2 separate regions of the Mus musculus genome follow, and region 1 is linked to region 2. A link is a contact called in public Hi-C data. All regions are on one chromosome and are shown on one strand. Each heading gives the region's core, a stretch centred on a gene start, on an enhancer-like site or on the middle of the called end of the contact. The rest is flanking DNA. Distances are from core to core; before and after follow the strand shown. Region 1 overlaps Slc10a7 (solute carrier family 10 (sodium/bile acid cotransporter family), member 7). Region 2 overlaps Slc10a7 (solute carrier family 10 (sodium/bile acid cotransporter family), member 7).

Region 1 (5,910 bases), core at 1,977-4,476, 95 kb before region 2:
GCCAAGTTCATCTGTAAGCCATGCATCACACAGAACAGCTTCCTTGCAACCTACGAAAATAACAAAGTCCTGTCATTCCTGAACTTCTGGAGACCACAGAGAGGACAATCCTCACATTAGCTACAGGCAGGGCTTGAAAGATAAACACTGAGGCTGTGTGTCACAGAAAGCCAGTGACCAGGAGCAGGTCACAGAGGGAATCAGTTAGCTTGAATGGGGGATTAGCCTTACCTCAGCACCAAAGGTAAATAGATGGTGTTTCGGGTATTTCCAATGGTGTAGTGTCTATACACAGGTGTTTCTGCGGGCACTAAGAACCATCTAGAATCTTTAGCTCATTTACTGTCTGCGGTCCCTGTTCTCTCACCTACTTCTGCAACCCGCCTTCTCCCTCAGAGTAGAGGTTTGGCTTAAACAGTGACCTTGGTTTGAAGGCCAGAGGGATTGGGCAGGACCTTCAAGATAGCAGCAGAGTAGCCATCTCTGGGTTTGCTTTCCCTTTCCATTGTCTCATCAGAGAACAGTGCTCTCTGGAAGCTTTGAGATGCGATCCTGCAGCAGCTATTACAGCAAGGGAGCAGACTCCAGCTGACTTGATGCCAAGCCTGTGAGGAAACAGATTTGCCAGATGCATATGGGGGAAAGCACTTCTCACCAGTTTTTGTTTCAAATATGGCAAGTGCAGACAGATAAAACCCATATAAACCATGCTCTCTGGCCCTCAGCAAACATAAGCAAAAGGGTTTCCTCGCATCTCGGTATGATTTCCTGAGTGCTGGCATGAACCTTTTCTCACAATGGGCTGTGATTAGGAGCTTGGGGGAGGAGCATTATGGCGGGTACAGGGCAGTGCTACAGGTCGGGTGCTTTGGATTTGCTATTGTAGTAGGTGGGGCAATCCAGGCAGAAGAGGGAACAGAGAGGCTCTGGAGTGGACGATGGTGATGGTGCATGCTATTATTCAGCCGGTGTTCGGTGCTGTATCTCAAATGGACTGTTTCCCTGTCTTTCTCTGGGAGCTTAAACTCTAGGAGACTACAACCCAGCCTCCACATTTAAATGTCATTAAAGAGTGCTACCACATCTGCATAATCTGCTCCTACCTCCCTGCCTATGTCCACCTCTCCCATCCTTATAGGTCTCTGCACATGCTAGCTCTGGGTGCTGGGTCCATTTCCGACAGCTGCTCCTGCCCGGGCTTCCGTCAGTGGTAGCTTTCCAGTATCTCTTCCTGCTGAATATGCTGGTGTGCTATGTGTCTCTCTCCATTTGCATGAAGCACACTTGCAGCCTTCCACTTTTTCGTGTGTGGGGGATACCACTTGGTGCTAAAGTGCTTGCCTATACACAGGCCCTGGGTTTGAGCTCCATGCAGAGCAATGAAGGCACCATTTTTGTTTGGCTTCATCCTGGGCCAGTTCATGAGGGACTAAGCTTATTTGTGCTCCATCTAATATTTTCTGTTCTTAGGAATATGCCTAAAGCAGAATACTACTATCTCAATCAAGGGTTGTTTTCTGTGCAGTCGTGTGTGTGTGTGTGTGTGTGTGTGTGTGTGTGTGTGTAGAAGTCAGAGGTCAATGTTGGATAACTTACTTTACCACTCTCCACCTTTCTGTGGAGAATTTTAAAGAATCTTATGTTTTTTAGTGTTTTCCCTGCATCATGTATGTACACTATGCCCACAAAGGCCAGAAGAGGGCACTGGATCTCCTGGAACTGGAGTTACAGACAGTTGTGAACCACCATGTGGGTGCTGGGAATCAAACCCTGGTCCTCTCCAAGATCAAATGCTCTCAACCTCTCAGCCATCTCTCCAGGCAAGACTAGCAGGCCAACAAGCTCTAGGGTCATCTCGTGTTTGCAGCTCCCAGCACTGGGCTCACAGCTGTATGTCACCATGCCTAGAGTTTTATGTGAGCTGAGATCTAAAGACAGGCCTTCCATGCTTGCACAGTAAGCACTTGACAATGGAGCCATCTATCTCAGTGTCCTCAACCGAGTTTTCGGTCTCTAGGTACACTTGCTAACATACTTGCAAGCCACTACACACTCTGCAGGCGGAATCAGTTTTGAGCCAAGGCAAGAGATGATGCACTTACGAACTTAGAAGCCATTGCCCACAGAGGGTAGCTAATTTGCTCAAGAGAAACATTGATTTTTGAAGTCAGGATTTGATAAATCTCAAACCTACAACTCTATACTATATCTCTTTCTCTTATAGATTAAAAATATATGGACTCAGCCTCCATTGACACGTTTGGAATTCAAAATTATTTTTCCTAGAATCAATGATTAGTTTACAAACTTTAAGAAGAAATTTGCAAACTGAAGGCTTAATAAGCATGCTGCTTTTAATGCTTAAATGGTATAATATGTTGTAAAATTAAACAGTATTTAAAAACAACTTGAACAAACAGTGATTTTATACGAAGGCTATCTTAGGTGTGCATTCTGTCTGATATCTAAGTGTAAAGGGTAGTCCAAGAGATGAGGATAAAACAAAGCCAGAAGCTGTTTCCCCTGGCTATACCAAATTATCAACCTACATAAATATTCAGTAGAACATAGTGAAGACTTTCAGAAACTCTCCGCTGTGAAATTATTATGTTGAAAAAGGAATTAAATGAAAGAGTTTAAAATCTCATCATGAAATACTAGCAGGCCCCCTTTGTATCAGAATTACAACTTCCAGCTGTGTGTATTTCTTGCTATGAAGTCAAAGATGACCTTGGATGTATGGGCTTCTTGTCTGTACCTCCCAAATGGTGGGATCGTGCAGGTGTGCCACCACAGCTGGGATCTTAGTCAGGGCTTCCTGTGCACTAGAAAGGCTGTCTACTAATAACCAGAATATACCCTACTACAGGAACAGCAAACCAAGAGTCTAGAATAACTATAAATCCTAACAATTTATCATCTTATTTAAAAATGACTATTTCTAGAGTCAAAATTTGATCTCCTATTCACAGGGTTTTTGTAGTTTTACTCAATGATAATTACAGGACACCTGTGCTACAGTGGACACATGATAGATGCCAGGGAAATACCACGGTGTGGGGCATTTAGTTTCTACCCTGAGCCAAGTATCAACAAGTGGAGGGCCAAGAAATGAGAAGGCTAGATGCTGGGGACAATGGAGACTCACTCAGACAGGCAGGGTGTCTGACAGGGAAGGAGTGACTCCTAACTTGCTAACCTTAGGCTGCAATGACTCTGGATGGCCATGGCAGGTAGAGATGGGAGGTGCCAGGAAATGGCCTGGGGCAGGAATGGAAGGGATGTGGGGAGGAAACAGCAGGGATAGACTAGAGAGTGCACTCCTGACAGGCCACAGGGAGTAATAGGACTGGAAACAACACTGACTTTCATGCAAGACATTCATGAAAAAATAACCAGTCCTACTTAATAGCCTTCTTAGCTTCTATAAATTAAATTTAAAAGGGTAATTAGATTGGAGAATACTTCCAATGGCGCAGTCTGGAATTTAGCTTTCTTTGGCCCAAAACCTTTTTATGTGTGTGTGGTATTATACCAACCGCTGAAGGAGTGTAAGATGGGGTAAGGAAGTTGGCTTGATGGCAAGCCTGACCAGCTTCCCATGCTGCTGAGTTCACTGTGCTCTGAAGGCCATTTATTACTACAGTAAACTTAGTCTTCTGGAGTTTTTGTTAGCAAGGAGTTATTTCTATTCAGAAATGGACAATTCAAAGACCTGCCCCCACCCCAAGCTGTATGGTAATGTACACTGCGGTGTACTGGTGCAGTCTGTGGGGGCCCAGGTCATCAATTATGTATAGAAATGTACAGTTACAGCAGTAGCCAGTGTCATGGGCCTGTCGGGGCTTGCTTAGGAGGAACAAAACCATCTCACCGTGTCCACTCTAGGTGAAGATGAGGACGTTCTACAGAAAAGAGGAGTAATTTTTAATGTATAGATTGACTTTTTGGAAGGGATGAATTTTAAAAGCACACTTGAAGCCAGAAACATAATGAGGGAGGAAAGCCTTGAAAACAGACACAAGAAAAGGTACACACTGCTCATCAAGGCACGCTTTAGAATACAAATTCATTGTTCATATATATCTGAGGGAAAAAGTAACAAATAGGGGTCACCAAGCTCCAACCTCTTTGAGCCAAATCCAATGAGTTCTGCATTAACAACAAGGGGTAGTCATGTTATTTCAAATCAAATGCATGCAGTCAGCAAGCTGACTCGCTAACTGAGGTGTGCGCTTTCATTCTAAATGAATGAAGTGTGTTTACAAACTGATCTGGGAAAGCCAGGGTGGTGAGGGAAATGCGATCGCAGCTAATCTTAAGGAGTTCTCCACTATGCCAGGCATAGCCGAAGCGTCACTGGGATTTCAATACATTTATTTCTATACATTGCGGCAGAAACTTAGTTACTCTCTCTCTTCCTCTAGTGGGTAGACGGGGCAGCAGCTGGACTGCTTTATATTTAAACATGGAATGGAATTCTGGTTCTCTCTCACCACCTACAGAAATGTGCTTGAAAAAAATTGAAAAAGGTGATTTTCTTGGAGTGAAATCAGTATATTCCCTTTCCTGCAAGGTGTCTGACAGGCTTTTAAACACCTATGAGTCATGTTTTCAAGAAGCAGACAGAAAACTAAAGTGCATAAAGATGGCGTTTACATTTTCTGGAGCTTGCAGCCTGAGATGTATATCCGCCATCTTCATAGATGCTTTAATGCCTAGTTATTCCATGATGACTTGACTACCATGTACATATTTCGAGGCAGGCAGTGATGTAATCGTTGTACGTTATTCAGGAGAGCTCAGCAGTCTCGTTCTGTCATTACAACACAGACGAGGTCACACGCCGTGCTCCTCTGTCACACTTTGCAAAGCTGAAAGCACATTTAATACCAGCCCCAAAGCATTCGCAATGCCCGGAACAGACGATAACCAAATCTACTCTCTTACTGCTTTAAATTTAAAGTGGGCATAATTTACTGATCATTTATATAAAGTATAATTTAGCAAAGCAGACGTCCACAAGTGCTGAAATATTTGATTTTCTCAGCTCTTGATTTTTTTAACAAATGATATATGCCAGTTTCATGCATGAAAATCCTCACATATTTTAACTCAGTCAGTGAGCCCTGTGGCACAGAGCCTTAGCTACCACAAGCTACAGTCTAACACGCGACCTGTTGGACCTACCGAGGTGTGCCTCCCATCCACACTTATTAAACGTTTTACAAACTCAGAAGCTGACTTGAGACCATTTTTAAAATCTTTTATTATGAATTTTTAAGTTCATATTTTATTAAAACAATAATGGGAAGAAGATTTTTCAGGCACCTGACTGCCATGTGAAAGGTACTTTACATAAGTTAAGTAAATCTTCAAAAATCTATTGGTGGCTGTTGCTCAGAATGGGAAATAACCTGCCAGGAAGGACGCAGCCACCACGGAACCCTCCAGTTGCTCCTGCCACTCACCCCTGGACCTCAACCCTCAGGCACAGCTGAGTGGGGCTCTGTGACAGCACACAGCTCCCTTTTAATCACCCTTACTTTATTTCCCTGACTGCCTTATTTATGACGGATCCCCCCCCCCCCACCGACCCCAATCTTCTTTCTCCTACCACTTACATCATCCTAACACGTTTGATGTTTGTCTACAGGCTGTGGAGCCCAGGTTTGCACACAGCTTTCTCTAACCCAAAGTCCCTTTTCCTATTTGACCACAGCTGGTTTACTTTCAAATACAGCACGTCCATAATAGAGGTTTCCAAAAGCTAAAACTGAAGGAAACAGCGCTTTCTCAAAATGCATCCACACCCCCTGACCTCTACCCACAGCCTATAGCTGACGAAAGCTGCTTCACTCAGGGAAGCCGGGTTCACCTGCAGAAACAGAGAGGAAAGGAGCTACGTGT
Region 2 (6,129 bases), core at 351-2,850:
TCCAAGACAGCCAGGGATACACAGAGAAACCCTGTCTCGAAAAAATAAAATAAAATAAAATAAAATAAATAAAATGAAATAAATAAAAAGAGAGAGAGAGAAAATCCTTGACCACTACACAAAGAACACAAAGTCTGTGCGCGCTACATGGCTAACACATATCTCCAATTATATTTAAAGACATTTTTACAGCCTTTGTGCCAAGCTTACACTGCCAGCTCTTAAAAAATGAATTGTAACATTTTAAAGCTCTAAGGCTGGCTAATCGAGTCTGATCACAGTAGTTTACAATGGCATCAGAGGAACTTTTATTAGCTGCTGTTGCTACATTATAATGTTGAACATAGAGAGAGCAAGTAGGAAGGTAGATCCATCAGCTACACTCTCACCAAGAGCCCAAGGCACCAAAACGTCCGAATTGGATTTTTATATAGTCCTTGGAATAAATTCAGCTACACGTTTTTAAAGGTCCTAGAATTAGGAATGACCTAAGAGCAAATGTATTCATGTCTCCCAAATGTAACTAAAGAATGTAAAGTCTCATGGGTGAGGCAAACAGGAAAGGATGTTAAGATTTTTTAATAAGCATTAGTAATACTGATGTGAAGGGTGTCTATGATTGGTAAGGGACAGAGTCCCACCACTAAGATGTATTCTCAATTCATTTGAAAACCAGGAAGCAGTGCTCCCACATCCAACTCCAAAACAACAGCTTGTTATGAGGGACTGAAAACCAGCCCCTGTCACACAGAAGCCAGCCAGCCCCTGTCACACAGAAGCCAACCAGACCCTCACCAGTGGCTTACACTGTGACTCACAACTGCAATGCCCCCATGGTCACAGCAGATGACGATGATGCCCTTCTGATGGCTCGTCTGCTGGGGCTAAGAACAACAGTTGAGAGATTTAAATCAAATGAGCTCTTTTCATTTCAGGTTTTTTTGGATGGTAAACTCCCAACTAGCTACACAAAAGAAAATTGATCCAAACTGAAATAAACTCTCTAAAATTTAAGGTTATTCCAACAAAAGGGTTAATTAGGAAAACAAATTTTCTCCGACTGTTAATAATGAGAACAACACACACTATGTGCCCATAAGTAATGCGCAGGTATCTTTGATCTTCAGCCCCACGCGGTTTCTACTGCCTACTGTAGCCTGGCCTCTGGGACTCTCTTAGAACCAGACATCTGGCTACTTTGTTGTTTCAGACTAATCTCCTCCCGAGAGAGCTCAAAAAAAAAAAAAAAATATATGACACCAGGCAAGGAGGGTCCTGGCAGGGAAAAACATGACAATATTAGCAGATTCCTTTCTAGTGGAGAGAGTACCAAATAGTCTTGGATTTCTATAGGTCCTCTGGAGCACCTCGGCCCTGGGCTTTACCCTGGCATGATTTTAAAGGGATGTATAGAGGACCATTAAGGCCCATCAATCATCTTGCAAGTCCACTGAATGTTAATCACAGGCTATTGTATGTGATGAGAAAGTTGTGGGGAAAATATAAATCAGATTAACTCTTCACCCATCTGTTAGGGTTGGGCGATGACTGATAAGACAAAGAGTTTTAATTGTTAGCTGAAGGCTACACTAAAACTATGGGACAGTGTCTGAGCTCTGCAAACACTGCTCATGCCTCCGGTCCAGCCAACTCCCTGGCCTGTTTCTTTTTTTAGCCGGGACTTTTCTTTTTTCTAAGGAATCTCTGACAACAACCTTCTGGAAAGGTTTTATAAAGTGGGTTTCTTTCTGTGGAAATGAAATTGTGCGAAGTGATGCAGGCTAAACAATTCAAAGTCAAGGATAAAAATGGTATTTTTGTAGCCATGGAACCATCAATATTTTCCCCAAGGCAACAAATTACCATGAGTATCTTAATACCTGTTTAGAGATTATTATTCAAGACCTAAAATCTATACAACAGAGGAAGAAAAAAATCATTTACTGTTTGCTCGACAAATAAATCAAGTAGGATAAATGCATGATATGAATCTGACACTTCATCCTAAAATCCCATTTCACATTCACAAATCACATTCTTACATGATTGCAAACTTCGGCAATATTTGAAATCACATGAGCACTGTCACATGGTATTGGTATGGCTCTTATGTGGTGACAGCACACTCACAACTGTCAAAATGTCCAAGAGGCACATCCTGGACGTACTGTAGAGGAAAATGCCTTTTGTTTTTCTCTATCTTCTTAATGATACTGATATGAACAATGCAGCGATTTCAACCTTATACTATCTTTCACTGTAAATTCCAAATGCCCTATTTTATCACAGTAAAACCTACTCTAACATCCACTGTAACAAAATATCAACTAGGATACTCAGGAAATACAACCTAGATCATAGGTAAATAGCTGCTGCTTCTTCTTTTCCTTTTCCTTTTCCTTTTTCCTTTTCCCTTTTTCTCTCCTCCCCTCCCCTCCCCTCCTTCCCTTCCCCTCTCCCCCTCCCCTCTCCTCCCCTTCCTTCCTTCCTTCCTCCTTTCCTTCCTCCTTTCCTTTTGGAGGTAGTTCCTCTGTGTAGCCCTGGCTGTCCTGGAACTCCATCTGTAGACCAGGCTGGCCTTTAATTCAGAGATCCACCTGCCTCTGCCTCTCCCTCCCGAGTGCTAGATTAAAGGTGTGCGCCACCACGTCCCATGGTAAACAGCTTCTAAAAACCAAGGAACAAATGTATTACTGGCATCAGATTATCATAATTCAAAACAAAGAGTTGGTAGATAACACTGAGGAAATCAATATCATTTGTTGTCCTGAGACAAGGTTTCACACAGCTCAGGCAGGCCTTCAACTCCTGACCCCCTCCTCCTTCCCAAGTACTGGGATTACACATGTCGTGTGGATACCTAAAATTAGAAATCTTAAATTGAATCAACCTAACATGACATTCAATTTAAAAGGCAAACACAAGGGATTTATTTTCTTACCACAAAGGAAATGCATTTCTTTGTGTATTCAGGCAAATCCTCAAATGAGTTAATGGTATACATATACATACATACATTGTTTACACTGGTGTTCTGCCTCCATGTATGTTTGTATGCGGGTGTCAGATCCCCTAGAACTAGAATTATAGACAGTTGTGAACTGCCATGTGGGTGTTAGGATTTGAACCTTGGTCCTCTGGAAGAGCAGCCAATGCTCTTGCCCTCTGAGCTACCTCTCCAGCCCCTCTCCATTTCTTTAGAGTTTCATATGTGAACACAAGCTTAAACACAGTCTGAATTCCCCAAGACTCTACCATCTTACCCCTGTTTCTTGATCTACTGAGAAAAAATACATGGAGAAAAAAAAAATGAAATGAATGAAAATTGGTTTAAATCAATTTCCCATAGGTTCTATCCCCCAGATCACTCAGGAACTTAAAATTTCATTTGACTATGTCTCAAAACTTTCTTTTCTGGGTAGGAGGTGTGCACGTGTGTATACACATGTTCATATGTGTGGGTGTGGGAGTGCATGAAAGCAGGTCTGTGTGCAGATAGATGTATGCACATGCCTGTGGAAACCCAGGGTTGAAGTCAATTGTCTCCTGTGGGAGCCTTCCTCTATCACTTTGCACCTTACCAGTGGGGTAGGACCCCTCAGCTGAAGCCACAGCTCACAGTGACTTCCAGCCTGGCTGGCCAGCCTTTCTCAGGGATTCTGTGTCTCCATCTTTCTTGTGCTGGGAATACAGGAAGTCACCAGACCTACTCAGCATTTACCTGGATTCTGGGGATCTGAACTCCCGCCCCCATGCCTGTATGGCTAGCACCAACCACAATGACATCTGCCCAGCTCCTTGAAATCTGTGAGCTTTAACAGCTCCAGTCCCCTTAGCTGACTAGGCGGCTCCCTGCAGCACACAAAGAAGGCTGATTTGATTCATTTCGAAAAAATTGCAAAGCATTCCTTCAATAATAATAATAATAACAACAACAACAACAACAACAATGGTGGTCACCTAAGCTTTAGACCTTGTGAGACCCTGTGCTCACAGCAGAGGGGGGCGGGGAGTACAGCCTGAAGGTTTCCTAGAAGGCTGGTATTGGGAGGCAGCATGCCGAGAGACATCCTGCTGGACCTCAGGAACGCTATCTGTACAGTGTCTCCTAGACTGCCTTCAGACACTGACAAGCTCCAGCAAGCTACCCAACCATGGCAGCTTCCTGAAGAAGACATTGTATAAGGGCTGCCTCAGTTATTGGGTGTCTAGGACAAGCTGGGCTGTGGTGGCAAACATCTTTAATCCCAGTCTGGTCTACAGAGCAAGTTCCAGGACAGCCAGGGCCACACAGAGAAACCCTGTCTCGGGGTGGGGGGTGTGGAAGAGTCTAGTTCAGGGCTTGAAAACTTCAGAGGATGTCCCGCTTTGGTCTGAAAAAGCGCTTATACCCAGAGGAAGAGACTGCAGTGACAATAAGAGTGACGGTGACAGCAAAAGGGCCAGAGCCATGCTTCTAAAGGCCTAGCTTGCTCAGTGGAGGAAGGGAAAAGACCAAAGGGCCAGGAGGACAGCTCGGTGCACAAAAACACATGCAAGCCTGAGGATAGGAATTTTATCAGAAAATCCACAGCAGGAAGAGAGAACTGGCCCTCGACCTCTGACCTCCACATATGCACTGTGGCACATGTGTGCACCTATGCGTGTGAGGAACACAAACAAATATACAAATCGTGGTTAAAATAACTCAAGTCACCAGAAAAGAGAAGAAATGCCAAGGGTGGAGTGAGGGAGGAGGAGAGAAACACTCAGAGACAGAGGCGCTGGTTTTGGTTTTTGTTGTTGTTGTTGTTTTGTTTGAGACAGTTTTGCTCTACAGTACAGAATGACCTAGCATTCACAGAAATCATACAGCCTCACTCCCGAGGTACTAGGATTCCAACTGGAAGCCACCATACCTGCTTAAAAGAACATTTTAAAAAATACAAGGATAAAAAGTGATGGGGTGGGAGCTGTAGAGATGGGTCAGCAGTAAAGAACGCCTGCTGCTCCTGTCCAGGGCAGGCGCTGGCTCCCAGCACCCACACCGGGGAACCCACAATGGCCTGTGACTCCACTTCCAAAATCCAACTCCATTCTCTGCTTCCCCTCCCTCCCTCCTTGGACACCTCTTGTATGCAAGCAGCGCACATGCATACATTCAAGCACACACATTAAATAATTTTAATGAATACACACACACCTTTTAAAAGTTAAGTAAATGTGTATAATTCTTCTCACATTTTTTTTGTTTTGTTTTGTTTTTGTGTTTTGTTTTTTGGTTTTTTTTGTTTTTTGTTTTTTCGAGACAGGGTTTCTCTGTGTAACCCTGGCTGTCCTGGAACTCACTTTGTAGATCAGGCTGGCCTCGAACTCAGAAATCCGCCTGCCTCTGAATCCCAAGTGCTGGGATTAAAAGCCACCACTCCTGGCTCTCTTCTCGCTTTTACAAAATGAAAATCTTGTAAGCCAAGTCAGTCAAAGAGAGAAAATAGGAAATTTTTCCTCAGCTTATCTTCATTTAAAAAACATAACATGATTTTTCTACACCAACAGAAAAAATAGTACACTGAGCTCCTAGTCTTCGAAGCAATAACATGCCAATCAATAAGATAATGCAATATTCAATTAAAACGTGCCGGTCATTCAGATAAGCTGTTGAGAGAGCAATGATTAATTTATTGCCAATTAGTTGCATTCAATAGACTCCCCAATCACTATTACTTTATAAGCCAGTCTTCTAATAGCGATAGCAATAACTTACACTGTTTTGTAATTGGCAACGCGTGTTCACAAAGTTAAATTAATCATTTGACAAGACTGAATTAAGAACTATACACACTGGGGTGGGGGCAAGAAATATTTCATATAACCTGAGGAATGGAATGGACGTAGGCGTAAGGTTGACACATAGTAACAGGGTTTCTAACACTGCATTTAATCTTTCCCTTTATTTAAACTATCTTTAAAGAAAAAAGAAGTGTGTGGTGTCTTAACTAGAGTTTCAGATTCCCTTTATAACACTTGATAAGGTAGGAAATATTTCCGTAGGATTGGCTGCCTGAGAGAGTTTGGAGCTGAAATCAAAACAAACACAGGACAGTGGTTTCCTCTGCGCGGGCGTGGCGGGGCCTCTTGTGTGGGCATGGC

The links. Hi-C and Micro-C count contacts between places; a contact is called where the count stands out from the background.
Region 1: a contact with region 2 is called in a Hi-C map of the N1E-115 cell line, with 3 times the contacts expected there. The contact joins two enhancer-like sites. A contact is called at or near these places in 1 of 39 promoter capture datasets (the C10 cell line), 2 of 15 datasets of contacts at CTCF or cohesin (large pre-B cells and pro-B cells), 13 of 484 Hi-C or Micro-C datasets (the C10 cell line, the N1E-115 cell line, embryonic fibroblasts and 4 more) and 2 of 115 datasets of contacts at active chromatin or transcription factors (the 230-238 cell line and embryonic stem cells).

The regions. Positions count from the first base shown.
Region 1 is chr8:78,642,152-78,648,061 of GRCm38.p6, reverse strand. The region is part of intron 5 of Slc10a7 (solute carrier family 10 (sodium/bile acid cotransporter family), member 7); the gene reads right to left. Among named protein-coding and RNA genes, the nearest start is that of Gm39203, 30 kb to the left of the region's middle. Within about 2 kb of position 3,226, at least 4 of the 459 cell types and tissues checked have an H3K27ac peak or open chromatin away from gene starts, as enhancers often do. A contact at or near this core is called in the N1E-115 cell line, where this site is marked.
Region 2 is chr8:78,545,627-78,551,755 of GRCm38.p6, reverse strand. The region is part of intron 4 of Slc10a7 (solute carrier family 10 (sodium/bile acid cotransporter family), member 7); the gene reads right to left. Among named protein-coding and RNA genes, the nearest start is that of Slc10a7, 39 kb to the right of the region's middle. Within about 2 kb of position 1,600, at least 8 of the 459 cell types and tissues checked have an H3K27ac peak or open chromatin away from gene starts, as enhancers often do. A contact at or near this core is called in the N1E-115 cell line, where this site is marked.